Regions from separate parts of the Mus musculus genome. Here region 2 is linked to region 1. The links are chromatin contacts, called in public promoter capture Hi-C maps. All regions are on one chromosome and are shown on one strand. Each heading gives the region's core, a stretch centred on a gene start, on an enhancer-like site or on the middle of the called end of the contact. The rest is flanking DNA. Distances are from core to core; before and after follow the strand shown. Region 1 holds the start of Bdh2 (3-hydroxybutyrate dehydrogenase, type 2). Region 2 has its middle 23 kb from the start of Gm25080.

Region 1 (7,285 bases), core at 3,529-6,028:
CAAATCAGAGGCTGACACAAGATGCTGCCGCATCTCCCTTTCCTGGTTCCTTTATACAAACAAGTCCCTGATAGGCCCCCATCTTGGCCTCAGATACATTTTAAACTATACACATCAGAAGCCAGACAACATCTGCCGCTGCTTGCCGATAATCTCGATCCTTATGCACTAATCTTAAAGGCTGCAAAACTTCCAGTAAACCAGTAGTTCTCAGCCTGAGGGTTGCAACCCCTTTTGGGAGTACACATCGGATATTCTGCATATCGAATATTTACACTATGGTTGGGGGTCACCACAACCTGAGGAACTGTGTTATAAAGGTTGAGAGGCACTGCAAACCTTTAACTGAGAGCATCTCTGTATTCTGGTGTGCCCCACTCCTCATGCCATCCTGTACCAACCACATGAAGATGAGACTGCCAGCCTGAGACTCCTCCCCGACACTCCTAAGCCTGATGGCTCAGCCATAGCTGTACATTTCCTTAGCCAAGCAGGAACCATGCAACCACGGTCATAGCACAAAAGGCCGTCAACACACACGGAAGGGACTCTGGCCAGAAGAATGTGGTGAGCATGGTTCTAGCAGGCTTTGCCCTTGTCCAGAATTCCCTCTGCCTTGCTAAAAAAAAAAAATTAGATTACATTCCTAAAGTTGCTGCTTTAAATCCGAGGTCTGTTCCCTTGTTTGACCACTTCCTCCAAAGGCTGAAGGTCCTATACCAAGTCCCAGCTATAAAAGTATAGAACTTCAGTCATCAAAAGCCTTTGGCTCACCTAATTAACATGACTGATAAAACACTTTATCCTAACTCAGGGTTTCCCCTTTTGCCTTTGTAAGCTGCCATTTTCCTTTGTGCCACATCTCTCTCTTTATCCAGTGGCAGTCCTCTGTCAATACCCCCTCTTTGTCAAACACCCCTCTCCCTTGTTGCTTTCCCCTTCTTCATCCTCAATCCTATGTCTTTGTCTCTGATTCCTTGCCCTCTGTCCCTCTGGGGCAAATACATCTTTGTGCTGAGAACTTGGTCTTGGGGTCCTGAGCCAATGCTTTTTCTTGCATACATCATACAGAGAAGGGCGGCTACTGGACTTCCCTCCATGGATGCTCTCCATGCAGGGTACAGAACATCTGAGAGCCGTGCTAACCAGAGCCAGGACTGCACTTGGTCTCCCTAACTCACCTTCAGCTCTCCTGCGACTGTCTGCGTGCCAATTATGTTGTAACAAGACTTTTCCCCGGGTCCGAGGATGTGGGAATAATCTACCATGAAAGCCAAGTTTGAGCCAACAAAAGTATCTTTATTCAAAAATTGATCCATCAAAGAGACAGCTGGGTTTGGTTGGGATTCAAACCAAGTCAGACTGGGATAGAGAAACCTACCTTTCTTTCTTTCTTTCTTTCTTTCTTTCTTCCTTCCTTCCTTCCTTCCTTCCTTCCTTCCTTTCCTTCCTTCCTTCCTTCCTTCCTTCCTTCCTTCTTTCTTTCTTTCTTTCTTTCTTTCTTAGATATTTTCTTAATTTTCATTTCAAATGTTATCCCCCTCTCCCCATTTCCCCTCCGAAAACCCCCTATTCCATCCTGCCTCCCCCTGCTCACCAACCCACCCACTCCGGCTTCCCTGTCCTGATATTCCCCAACACTGGAGCATAGAACCTTCACAGGATCAAGGCCTCTCCTCCCATTGATGCAAGACAAGGCCATCCTCTGCTACATATGCTACTGGAGCCATGGGTCCCTCCATGTGTACTCTTTGGTTGGTGGTTTAGTCCCTGGGAGCTCTGAGGGTACTGGTTGTTCCTCCTATGGGGCTGCAAACTCCTTCAGCTCCTTGGGTCCTTTCTCTAGTAGAGCAACCTTTTAAAACAAAAACACCCAAATTAGGTAGGGTAGGGGAAGCCAACCAGGTACATGCATGTTGTACATTTCTAACTGTCTTTCACACCTGGCATCTTAAGTGGGTTACTACCTATAAAATACCTCAGATGGCTTCCCTGGTCATTTAACCTGGCTTGACACCAGCCAATCTGCCTCTTTTACAGCTACTGCGTTTCACTCCTGACTGGGTGCTAATCAACAAAACCTTAGTCTTCCGTTCATTTGGGGCACCTGGGGCCAGAAATTGTTTCTGGGAATTTAGCTGCTCCTTATAAATACAAGATTATACAAGATGGGGTCTCTAAGGCTAAAGTGGCTTCCCACATCTACTCACCCCTGACAGGAAGTCCATGACAAACCAAAATATAGTTATCACCAAAGTATAGCCCAGTGAACCATGACTTTGACCTGGGGTTACTTATACAGATATGGGTGAGAAGTTCCTTACAGGAGCAGAGATGGCTTGAAGGCAGTTGGATCCCCAAGGCTTACCCCAACCTCAGCACAGATGGCAGCTCACAAAAGGTAGGAACCTGGAACACACTGAATGGTCTACAGGCTACTCAGTAGGCTGGAAGGTGTCTCTTCCAAGTGACTAGTCTAAGCCTCTTCCAGTATTTTGGCTAGGTTTTGCTTCTTCTAGGCACCAGGTCTGGTCTTAGAATCTCCTTTTCAGCTTGTCTTTTCTGAGTCTTATCCACAGCTTGGCTTGTCTAAGTGTTGTCTTGATGAGTTAACTACTCTTGTGAGAGGGACTCAGGCTTTTATTGCTCACTCTGGCAGGGTGCCTAGTGAATCTGCTCGGTTTCAGGGACTTCCTGGAACTACTTTGAATTGTTTACCTTCCTGTTTAAGGAGCTTCCTTGCAGGGTGGAATGTTTCAATCTCAGAGGAAACTGCTACACAACAAACTTGTGTTAACAAAATGACAGGCTTTGTTTCTTACCTTTAAAGTGTCAATTTAGGGTTGGAGAAAGGGCTCAGTGAGTTGAGTGACTGTCACACAAACATGAGGACTTTCTGATCCCCAGCACCTGCATAAAGACCCAAGCATGTGCCATGTGGCACGCTAGTCAAGTGCTACTGAGGTCTGACAAGCTCATCCCTGGGGCTGGCTCTCCTGCCACCCCAACCTACTAGGTGAGTTCAGGCCATTGAGATCCTGTGTGAAAAAGCAAGCTGGGTAGCTTCCACAGAACAATACCAACTGCCCTCTGCCTTCCATGTTTACCTAAACACATACACAATTTTAAATGTTTACGTTAATCCTAAGTCATAACTCCTTGTAAAACAGTTTGAGTTTGGGGCAGGGGTCCTGCTTTTGTTCAGGATTGAAACCACATACTTCTGAAAGTGAATCTTCTTCCTTTGAGATTAGGTCTTACTATGAAACCTACTTTGTCCTCGTTAATCTCCTACCTCAGCCTCCCAAGTACAGGGACTACAGATAGGTCCCTTATTTGGGGGAGAGAGGCAGAGACAGAGACAGAAGTTAATCCTGGAGCACTCTCATAGTCATTAAAAGCAAACGCCTTTCAAAGCCCTGGCAAGTTGAGGGAAAGACAAGTCTATTAGAGCAAGGAGCACACACAGAAGTGTCTGCTGTAATAAGCTGCCGTTTATCCTGCAGGTGTGTGGCAGACGCTGGGCTTCACCTGCACACCATGTCCCCTCCTCACCACCCTGGCAGAGCCGCTGTTTCCTTCTCCTCCATATAAGAACGCAGAGCCGCTGTTTCCTTCTCCTCCATATAAGAACGCTGTAGGTTGGCCAGTTTACAGGTCCTGCTTACTCAGCTATTTCAGGGAGACATAGGATTTATGTCTTTTTATTTTTAAACTGGGCTCTTTTTTCCCCTTTGAGGGGGTCAGCTGTTCTGAATAAGGGTCTTCTGTAGTCCAGGCTGGCTGTGAAGTTCTAAGCAAACTTTGTGATGCTCTTACATCTATTTGTGCTCGGTGCTAGCACTCTGGGCTTTATACCGTGCTAGAGACTGAAGCCAGGGCCTGAGGCAGGAGCTTGAGGGAGGAACAGAAAGCACCCACACACTGAGCAGCACAGGAAGCCACCCTGTGCCTGCCTTAAAGGACCAGCTCTCTGTCTTGCTCTGCTCCGTCCAACCCACGTGCATCCAACTGACTGACTGTGAAACCCACACTTTAGGAGCCACTCAGAAAGAGGAGCAGAACCCAGAACCTTCTGGGAGGCATCACTTTTCTCTTCAAGAAGGAAGCCCTCAGAAAGTACAGCCTGCGTCCCCAGCAGACCTGCATGGCTGGCCAGCCCAGGTGACAAAGGAGGCTCGCAATCTGATAGCTTTGTTTTGTAGCCTTTGCAGTGCCAGAGCCCATGGCAAAGTGTGCCAAATGTGTCGAGCCCCTGGATTTATGCAGGACATTCACACATGACCTCCATGATCACTGTGACACTAGCCAGGTTAACTCACAAGTCTCCGACCCAGCCAAGACCTAGCCCTTTCCTCGTGGCTCCTGTAGTCTTCAACCAACTTGATTGCATGATATTTTGCTCTGTTCATTTCAAGATTCCCATCCTAGCTGGGTGTGCTCCTCGGCTCAGGCCCAGTGCACTCAGGATGCCAGCATTCTGCAGCTGAGGGATTAACGTCAGAAACAAGACTTTAGCCCCAAGGAAGTTTTCTTTTCCCCGCTCAAAGCAATCTGGGTTAAGAGCTAGGAAGACCAGAGTATTTAGTGCCTCGGGTCCCTTGTGTGTTTTCCAGCAGCCTTCCACCTTCCTGGCCATTGGATCTGGCCTGCTAAGTAACTTGCACAAACAAAAGACAGGCCTTTGTTTGGCGTTCACAGTTCCACGTTCTGATCACTAGATGGCAGCATGGACACATCTAAAGTGCACGGCTGTGGCAAACACTTCTTAAAAGCTTACTTAACAGGCATTAGCAAAAGGACTCGGAGGGGACCTGAACTCCACCTCCCAGCGTGCATTAATCAGCATGTGACTTCTCCTGCGCAGAGATCTGAAGTTTGTCTCCTGAAGGAATCTGGAGGACTGTGTGGACTCACTCTTCTAAAGTAAGATATTTTTTTCTAATCACTTTCGACAAAACTTTTGGGGACTGAGAGTTGTAGCTTGTGTTGCCATCTTCTCCATATCGCCGAGTTGAAGATGCATCTTCAGTTAGTGTGGGAGTTGGGAATCCTCTTGTATTTATTAGAGTTTGAAAATAGCCAAAGAAAGACAACTGTTCCAGTATCTGTCCTAAGTAAACTGGCTCGTGAAAATATTTGGAATTCCAGAAAATACTCTGAGCCTTTTTCTAGTAAAAAGAAATTTAGGGTTTTAGTACAATCTTTAGAAGTAGGAAAGTCATTATGTTAAGAGTGGGTTAAGTTTACAATTTCTGGACGTATTCCCACTCTAAACCCCACCCTGTTACCCCCCCTCCCCAAAAAAAAAACAAAAACAAAAAAACAAAAAAACCCATGTTGCCTTGAGACTGCTTGGAGGTCAGCTGGAGAAAGGTTTAGAAGTAAACAGAAACTAAATTTTGTGCCTGGTTGCTTCTGGGTGGTCTCGGGGGTCATGGAGGTGCTTAAGAGAGCACTGAGCAGGTGCCTTCACTGATTCTCAACCTGTGGGTCGCGACCCCCACGCCTAGGTTCTATCTAATTAGATATTCTGAATGTCAGGTGTTTACATTATGGTTCATAACAGCACCAAAATTACAGTTGTGAAGTAGCAACAAAAATATGGGTCACCACAACATGAAGAACTGCGTTAAAGTGTCGCTGCATTAGGACGGTTGAGAACCAGGGCTTTGGTGGGCGAATACCCAGGGTCCCTTAGTGAAGGCCCTGGACTGTGAGTTTCTTATGCTGTACTCAGGGTCGGGGGAGGCAGGGACGGCTCATCCCTTCCTAAAAGCACAAGTTAGCTTTCTCTCAACTCCTACCACACTCTAAGTGAAATTTCTCTCTGCGTGCTACTGGTAAAAAGCAAAGCAAAGCGTACTGCATCAGAATTGGGGAGACGCCATGAAGCCAGATCCTGTTACCCAGCATGTGCGCATGATTGGATCACAGAGTGGGGGTCATCAGTTGGCTTCAGAAGCCCCTCTTACCGTGTGACTGTGTCGGGCTGGATCTCAGAGGAAGGCTCTAATAGGAACCTAACAGGATGGCTTTTATTAGGGGAGATACTGTTGTGGGAGAAAATGACAAGGAACCAGGTGACGATGGGAGAGACTTCAGATGGATCGAGGCAGGGAGAAGGCAGAAGTGGATTTGGGGGTGGGGGCACCCTGAATGCTTCCTTCAGTAGGGTGGGGCTGGGGACCCTAAGGAGGCTAGGGAGAAAGAGTTCTGTACGTCATCCATCACGGTCTGCTCCAGGGTGGGAACAAAGAACAAAGGTGTCCTCCGGGTCAATGGAACCTCAGTCCTGCTGGAGGTGGGAGACTGCAGCATTCTCTTGAACCTGTGATTGGAAGGCATTGTATTGATATGATGATAGCTGACTTAGCCTCACCCTCACAGGAGACCAGGCTCTGTCTGTCATCTGTGAAGCACTGCCCACCCCCACCCCCTCCCCATCCCTGCTTCCTTGCCAGCTACTTCTAGACAACTGCACCCATTTCCTGATCCCAATCCCTAATGGCCACTGCCAGCTCCGTTCTGGCAAATCTGAAAATCTCCCATGCTTTCCCCAACTCTTTCAGTGCCAGCTGCGGACATGAAGACCTAGCACTACAACCCCTGGAGTTAGGACCAAGTATGGAGGACTGGAAAGTCGAAAGGGTACAGTGGGGATGCGGGGGCAGGGAGCACAGCTATGGGAGGAACAAAAGCAAAAACACCTAACAGCTTACCTAGAGAACAGGTCAAGTCAAAGGAGAGGACAAAGGGGGTGCTGGAGAGAAGGTCCATCAGTTAAGATCTCTAACTGCTCTGCCAAAGGACCTGGGTTCAATTCCCATCATCCATGTGCCGCTCACAACTGTCAGTAATTCCAGGGGCAGGAGATCTGACACCCTCACACAGACACACCTGCAGGCAGAACACAAAGGACTTGCTAGCTGTCGACCCCAGGCACCCCATCCAGCCAAGATGGCGTCCCGGGTGCTTTATTGAGGGTGGATGGGCAGAAGGAATGTCAGGACTCCACACTCACAGACATATTTCCCTCCTGCCCCTCCCTGTATGGAGGCTGCAGCAAACCAACTGTCACAGGTCCCTGAGAAGGACAGAACAGCCGTCCTGTGACACCGTTTCTTGTTACCTATTCCTCTGTCCCTAAGGTGTGCATCCAAGCCTCTGCTAAGCGGCTCTTACAGAATGTGGTGTTTGGGGTTCTCCGCCCTCTCTTTCAGAATGTATCCATCACATGTCCCGATTAGTTTTATGTCAACTTGACATGAGCCAGTTGTCTGAA
Region 2 (7,285 bases), core at 1,835-4,334, 2.5 Mb after region 1:
GAGAACAGAATTCCTGGACTGGGATGTTCTAGTGGGGGCAGAGAACTGACCTGGTTGAGAGACCATTTCCTAAGAAGTCCTTGCCTTAAGCCATGCTGAAGAGATAAGCACAATAATTTCCCCTTTAATGATAAACTGTACATTTTATCCCAAGATCCCTGCCCTTTAAATTCAGCCTCTCATAGGGCACAGATGTGCTTGCTTGCAAGTCTGCACACTTCTGAATTATTCATGAAAATATAACTTTTTCCTTTCTCCTACTCTCGTTTTCTAAGCGCTTTCTCTAACACTCTGGGCTTCCCCAACATCTTGGGTTTTCTTACTCTTTCTTTAAGGCCTCCCTCCCCACTGTGTGGCTGCTTGTGTTCTCTGTGTCTGTCCTCCATGCTGGGTTACACAGCACGTCTTTACTTCTCCCGTCTCCTTCAGACAGCTGTTCAGAGTCACAGCTGGCTCTAGGAACTTTCCTTCGTTAATAATATTTTACTTGTTGAGACTACAATATAATTACATTTCCCCCTTTTCTTTCCTTGTACCTCCACCTTGTTCTCTTTCAAATTTAAGAACTTTTTCTTTAATTGTTGTTGTTGGCGTGTGTGTGTGTGTGTGTGTGTGTGTGTGTTTCTAAATATAAAATACAAGCTGCTTAGTCTGTCTAATGTTACTGTATACACATACATTTTCAAGACTGACCATTTGGTATTGGATAACCAACTAGTGTGCTCTTCCCTGGGGAAGACTGTTTCTTCCACTGTCGGCATTCCTTAGTTACTTGTAGCTTTTTGTAAAGAGTTGAGGTGTCAGGATCTTTCCTTATTCCATATTAGCATATCTGTTAGTGTCATTCTCATTTAGGTCCTGGTTAGACAGCCATGACATTTCTAGGTAACACAGTCTCATAGATAACTTCCTGTTCCTCTAGGTCTTAGAACCTTTCCACCACTCCATCCCTGATATCGCCCAAGCCTTGAGTGTAGGAGTTGTTTGTAGATATACCCATTGGGACTGGCTTCCATAACTCTGCATTTTGATTGGTTGTAGTTTTCTGTAATGGTCTCTGTCTATTGCAAAGAGAAGTTTCCTTGATAAGGGGTAAAGATAATACTTATCATTGGATATAAGGACAAATATTTAGAATGTAGCTAGGGGTTACACTGGTTTAAAGGGGTGGTTGTAGGTTCTTTCCAAAATCTATGACTTCACTAGCCTTGGATAGTACTAGTACCAGGCATGGCTTACCTCTTGTTGAATGGGACTTACGTCCAAATAAAGCTGTTTGTTACCACCAAGGTATTGGTGCCACTACTGTGCCAATAGGGTTACTGTACCATGCTGGTTGCTGTTGTGGTTCCTAAGCATCCTATTGGTTGCTTTCCTCCTTTGGAATCTTGCCTGGTCCCTTCTTCTGCCATGAGAGCTTGGCCTCAAAGAAGGGGCATTCAGATCAGTCCTAATTCAGTGGCCTCTGGGCCCTGTGTCCTAAGTGCATGGTGCTCTCAGCAAGAGAGACTTACCTCCCGTCTTTGGACGGCAACCAAGGGCAATCACAGTAGCAATAGCCTCTAACATCTTGAGAGTCCCATGGATAAGCCTAATCAACAACTCATGAAGGGGGTTTCTCATGTCTGCTGTTGAGGTTTTTGTTTGATAGTCTATGGCTCTTTGGAGGAACTTTGTCAGCCCAAATGAGAGATTTTTATTTAATTATAATATACATGTGCATGTACTGTGGGCATTTTTAGGTGAATGGTTACAAGTCTGGTTCCTTAGGACTCTCTCAGACATCCTTACTGCCATTTTACTTCTGTATCTATCCCCGTCCTCATTAAGCAACCCCCCTCTTCCTGTTTCTCTCTTCAGACGACTTTTACCCTACGATTTCCTTCTCTTCTCTCCCCCCTCCATTTCCTTTAAACTCTAATAAAACAATGCCATTGAGCTTCCATTTGAGTCTGTCCTTAAATTATTTTACTAATGATGCTAAGAACCCAAGACAGGATGCAGACTTCCCTCATATAATTTACAAAAGTGATAATCTGATTGGCTAGCTCATCTCCTTAAGCTAGGTCATACCTGTAAGGGGGGGTAGGGGGGTCACTGACCTGCTTAGCAAAGATCTTTCCCAAACAAGATAACTAGTATTTCTCCAGTTAAGACTTGGCCTATAGCACATGATCATTTGTTATAGAATATAAGCAGAAACTTCAGTTTCTATAAGGCTGATTTCCCTAACACACTGGGTGGCCACATGACTCCTGTGCTATTTATCTGCTGTACCAGTGAACCCATATATGTTTCTTGGACAGATATGTTGCATGATTTACAGGAATTTGCAAAAATGTTTGCCCCTTTCAGATGACCATTTGTCCTCACTAATTTTGGAAAATGTCTGCTATAATTATTTTAATTGTCCTCTGTCAATTCAGTCCTTCAGTGTTTTATGTTCCAAACATTATAAATGCTAGCCTCAAAACATGTAGCCTACTTCAAAAACACGAAGGCCATGAGGCCTGGGCTCTTCCCTGCAGACCGGCGGATTTGCTAGCTTGTGGCAGGCACACGTGTTCCCGTGAGCACTGGTTATTTACTTTAAAGCCCTTTGAAGTGCTTCAAAATGTGATTTGTCAGTGGAACGGTGATAAAAATTTTCTAAACTAGCCACAAAAAAAAAAAAAAAAAAAACTTTAAAAGCATGGGCTTGAAATTTATTTCTTTTCACTTGTGAAATTCCGGTTCTATTTTCACTGTGGTCAAGGAGCAGTGGAGAGCGCCTTCAGGAATCTCCCACCCCTCTTCAGCCAGTGCCTGAGACACCTGTGCTGTCCTTGGCATGGGAGGACAGAGGAAGCCAATCGAGAAGCTGGAAGCCATACCTCTCCTCCTGTCTCTGGACCCTTTTCACCGCCAACGCCTCCTACTGATCTTCCGGGGAAACCACCTATCTAATTGTCAGACAAAGCACAATTGTCTAAGCAACCTGCTCTGTTAAATCCATAATGAGAATAATCACAGTCCTGGCAGGCCTCGGGGAGCACTCCTCCTTCCGGAGGAATTGATCATTAGCATCACAATGGATGCCACTCACCCTGTAGGCAGTTACCCTGTGCCAGGCATTCCGTGAAAGACTTCCCACGTGTGATTTATAGAAGGGTTCCTGGTGCACAGCGAACTGGGAGCTACCTGGATGCATTTTATTGTCCTATTTATTTAATGTGGAAATTTGGCTTCTCGAGAGCATTTATTAATTCACAGGCTCAGTACATGATGCATAGAAGTTGACTCTTAGCCCTTTCAACTCCTTCCCATACACTCATCTTAAACTTCGCATCACTTTCTGAGTTCTCCAGTGGTCCAGAGATGGTCAGAATATGTTTAGCAACTACAAACTGGTTCAAAGAGTCATGTGTTGTTTTTCTTTCCGAATGAATCCTCAATGATAATCAGTCCCTCCCTCGGTAAACAACAATGAATGAATAGGTCCTTTCCTCAAAAAGTCAAATAAGTGGTTCTTAAACCTCACTTTTTAAAAGGGCCCAGAGAGCTTATCCAAAACCACAGGGCCCTAGGTTCCACTCTTTCAGCACATGTTAAATCAGTATATCATATGACATCCACATAGACTCTCCATACACCAAACTGAGAGAAAACCCCAACTTTGTTTCTTTTCTTTTGTATTTTATTTTTATCATTTAAAATTACATGTATGTATGTGTACATGTGTGTCTATGTGGGGGTCATGTGCACATGGCCCACAGAAGCCCCACACACATCACACATGTCTCTGGAGCTGAGTTACAGGTGGTTGTGAGCCTCCGGGTGTAGGTGCTGGTAGTCGAACCCAGGTCTCTGCAAAGCAGGACTTGCTCTTAACTGCTGAATCATCTCCCAGACCCTTTAATTTTTAAGAGTGTGTGTGTGTGTGTGTGTGTGTGTGCATGCATATGCATGTGTTGGTCTGCTCCCATGAGTTTCCACCCAAAGAGACCATCAGAGAGCATTGACTCCCCTGAAATTACAGTTAAAGATTGCTATGAGCTGCCCAGCATGGAGGTGGGGAGCAAGCTCTAGTCCTCTACAAGAACAGACACATTCTTATCCATGAGCCATCCCTCAAGTCAAAGAGAAGACGACTTCTAAGGGGCAGGGCCTAAAGTCATTAGTATGGAGACTGCCTATTGACCTCCATGAGCCATCCCTCAAGTCAAAGAGAAGACGACTTCTAAGGGGCAGGGCCTAAAGTCATCAATATGGAGACTGCCTATTGCCCACAAAGCTTTAGGAAGTTGATCCCTGACACTGTACTTTTAAAAAAGAAAAGGAAACACATTCTAAAGAGTGAAGAAAAGCAAGGCAGGGTGGGCAGGACAGAACACTGCAATGGAGCTGGGAGGGAGGAGCAATCAGAGCTGCCCCTGCCGTGCACCAAGCACAAGCACGTAGCTGCTGCTACTGAACCCCAGGGTGATAGCTCTTCCTGCTTATCAGCTTGACTCTATCTGGAATGAACCACAATTCAGAAATGGAGAGCTCACTTGTGATCCAGATCTTGAGGCTGGAAGATACAAGTTTCTGACCTGGATCTTGGCATGGAGATCTTGAGGCCTAATGGCTAGGAAAAGCTTAGGCCCAGGCAAGGTAGTGCATGCCTTTGATCCCAGGAGACTGAGGCAAGGAGATCTCTGAGTTCAAGGTCAGCCTGGGACAAAATGAGTCTCACATCCAGGTGTGGTGATATGCACCTTTAATCTGGGCCACGTGTCCTGCTGGAGACCTGCATAAAGACATTGGTAGAAGGAAGATTCGCTCTTCTCTGTTTCCATTTACTTGACAGCACATCTGTTAGGATCTACTTCTATGAAAGACCAGCTGAAACAAGTAGCCTCGTGGGACTGAGCAACTACTAGATTCTTGGACTTCCAATTCACAGCCACCCATTGTTAGGGAGTTGAACTACAGACTGTAAGTCATCATAATAAATTTCCTCAATATAGAAAGACATTCCGTACATTCTGTGACTCTAGAGAACCCTGATAATACACCCAACTTCCTAAGCCACTCTGTTTCCATGTAAGGGCACAAGGCACCATGTCTCTCCCATTTTGAAGAATGGCTCCTATGGAAAAAAGATTTGGAAATTAAGTGCAACACAGACCTAGTAGTGGCTCCATCGTAAATGTCGTACAACAAAGCAACTTATGTAACTTTTCTGGTCTTTAGTTTTGTCATCTGCTCAACATACAGAATGATTTGCTTGGTATTGCTAAAAGAGTTAAAAAATAGAATAGGTGCTTTGTTAATTACTTGCCTTGTTAGCATGGCAACATGCTTGCCAGGCACAACTTATGAGAGGAAGGCTGGGTTTTGGCTCACAGTTGCAGTCCATCATCGCTCTGGAGTCATGGTGGTAGGAATGTGAGGCTTCTGTGTCTCACCTCTCACTCAATCAAGAAGTGGAAAGCTCAGGGTGGAAGTAGAAATAGGTATCACCTTCAAAGGCTGCCAGAGCAACGCACTCCCTCTAGCCAGGCCCTACTTCTCAACAGTCCATACAGGGTCCAAAACAGGGTCCTCCAGTGCTACAAGCCTGACACCCTGAGCTTAACCCCTGGGGCCGTATGGTGGAAGGAAAGAGCCAACCCCCATGTGTTGTCATGGTGTATAAACACACACAGTGTGTCTCTCCCTTTATATACAGTAATAAATGTAAGAAGTAAATAATCACTATTAACAATATTACTTCCTTATATGCTTAACTATTTTCCCTTTTAAATGGATTTTTAAAATAGCTTTAAATTGTCTCCCATTTTGGCATATAATAGGTGATATAACAGGACTGAAGACTGACTCATCAGTGGGTAGACCTGACAAAGAACAGATTTTCCTGAGCTTGGCAATCAGGGTTCCCACGAACTGGATGATAACAAGAGTCAAAGTGTACTTCCAAGAATGTACAGGAGACAGCACAGATGTGGACCATCGTCTGAGAGCAAAAACGTTCATCCAAGCCCGTGCCAAACAACAAAATGACAACAGATTTAGTCCAAAGATCTTGGTTGGCTTCAAGGGTGGGGATAAGGGGTGAGTTGATCGGTTGGGGTTTTGCTTTGCATTCAAGGTCTTCTGTGTGGCTCTGGCTCACCTAAAACTCACTGTGCAGATAGAACTGACCTTGACTTCGCAGCCATCCTCCAGCTTCCCCCTCCCAAGTGCTGAGAATACAGACACATGCCAGCCATCCCTGCTTTAGTGGGTAAGTATAAACGCCACTCTGACAATAAGAAGAGAGTGGAATAAAGGAGAAACAAGAGCTGATTGGTAGCTTCAAGGATGCTTTCCTTGCAAAGGTGAAGGTAGAGAAGCATCGCTCAGAACTAGCCGGTATGCACACACATTCAATGTCTTCAACCCCACCTGATGCCCTGGAGCCACTAAGCAGTTGTGTTTCACCTGCTTCATTTGCAGTTCAGGCAACATTGGGGCTCTCTGGAAGGTGATAGGTTTCCCTTCCACCTGCTGGGGTAGGCAGACCAGAACCAAGATGAACCCAGATTCTGACAGATCAGATGGATCATATTCCCTGAACTGGTCCCTGGGCCTCAGCAGGTTCAGTTGTGCTTCCAGGTCCTTGTCCCCTTACAGCACGAGAGCCATCTCCTTTGGATCAGCCAGGGGTCAGCTGCACTGCCAGCATCCCAGAGATTCCGAATCATGGTACCAAGAGAGGTTAAAACACTATCACCGTATCATGACTGAGCCCCTAAGAAGTGTTTTGGGCTTTATAGTATAAGAAACAGACCCTTTCTTTCTCTCACTTTAATTTATAAATTAAAAAATAATAATAATAAAAGTGTTTTTTTTTTTTGTACCATCCAGAAGTGGGGAAATCTTGAAAGTAGAAAAAAGCCTGTGTCAGGGAGGAAGAGGTCTTTTATGGAGGGTTGGGGAAAGGACAAGAATACAGGGACTACAGGAGCAGTGTGGCCTGCAAGGAGAGGAGAGGCTGGGCACCGTGGGATGCATACTCGAAACCCAGCTCTTGAGAGTCAGCGGTACAAAGATCACGAGTCAAAGGTCAACCTCAGCTATTCAGTGAGATGTGAGGCCAACCTGAGCTACAGTGGATCCTGTTTCAAAAACAGACTGGGAAAAACAGAGGCAGGAGGAGTATAGGGATGAGAAGACCGGATCGCTATATAAGGAGAGGAAGAAGGCCAATAAGAAGTGGGGGAAAATGGTAGGTGGGGCTTAACAAAAGAAAGGAGCTGGGTAAGAATAAAGGACATCG

Evidence for each region. Promoter capture Hi-C pulls out the DNA fragments that hold promoters and counts their contacts.
Region 2: a promoter capture Hi-C map of hippocampal neurons shows a contact between it and region 1, with 9 times the contacts expected there. The contact joins the enhancer-like site here to the promoter of Bdh2 in region 1. A contact is called at or near these places in 10 of 39 promoter capture datasets (the 3T3-L1 cell line, 3T3-L1-derived adipocytes, the C10 cell line and 7 more), 4 of 484 Hi-C or Micro-C datasets (CD4 T cells, the G1E-ER4 cell line, the N1E-115 cell line and 1 more) and 1 of 115 datasets of contacts at active chromatin or transcription factors (astrocytes).

The regions. Positions count from the first base shown.
Region 1 is chr3:135,276,443-135,283,727 of GRCm38.p6, forward strand. Bdh2 (3-hydroxybutyrate dehydrogenase, type 2) reads left to right here and starts at 4,779. Exons shown (of 10, transcript NM_001172055.1): 1 at 4,779-4,926. It overlaps Gm46826 (a long non-coding RNA gene), which reads right to left. Exons shown (of 3, transcript XR_001783991.2): 2 at 6,723-6,900; 3 at 5,990-6,331.
Region 2 is chr3:137,734,552-137,741,836 of GRCm38.p6, forward strand. No RefSeq gene overlaps it. Among named protein-coding and RNA genes, the nearest start is that of Gm25080, 23 kb to the left of the region's middle. Within about 2 kb of position 3,085, at least 24 of the 459 cell types and tissues checked have an H3K27ac peak or open chromatin away from gene starts, as enhancers often do. A contact at or near this core is called in hippocampal neurons, where this site is marked.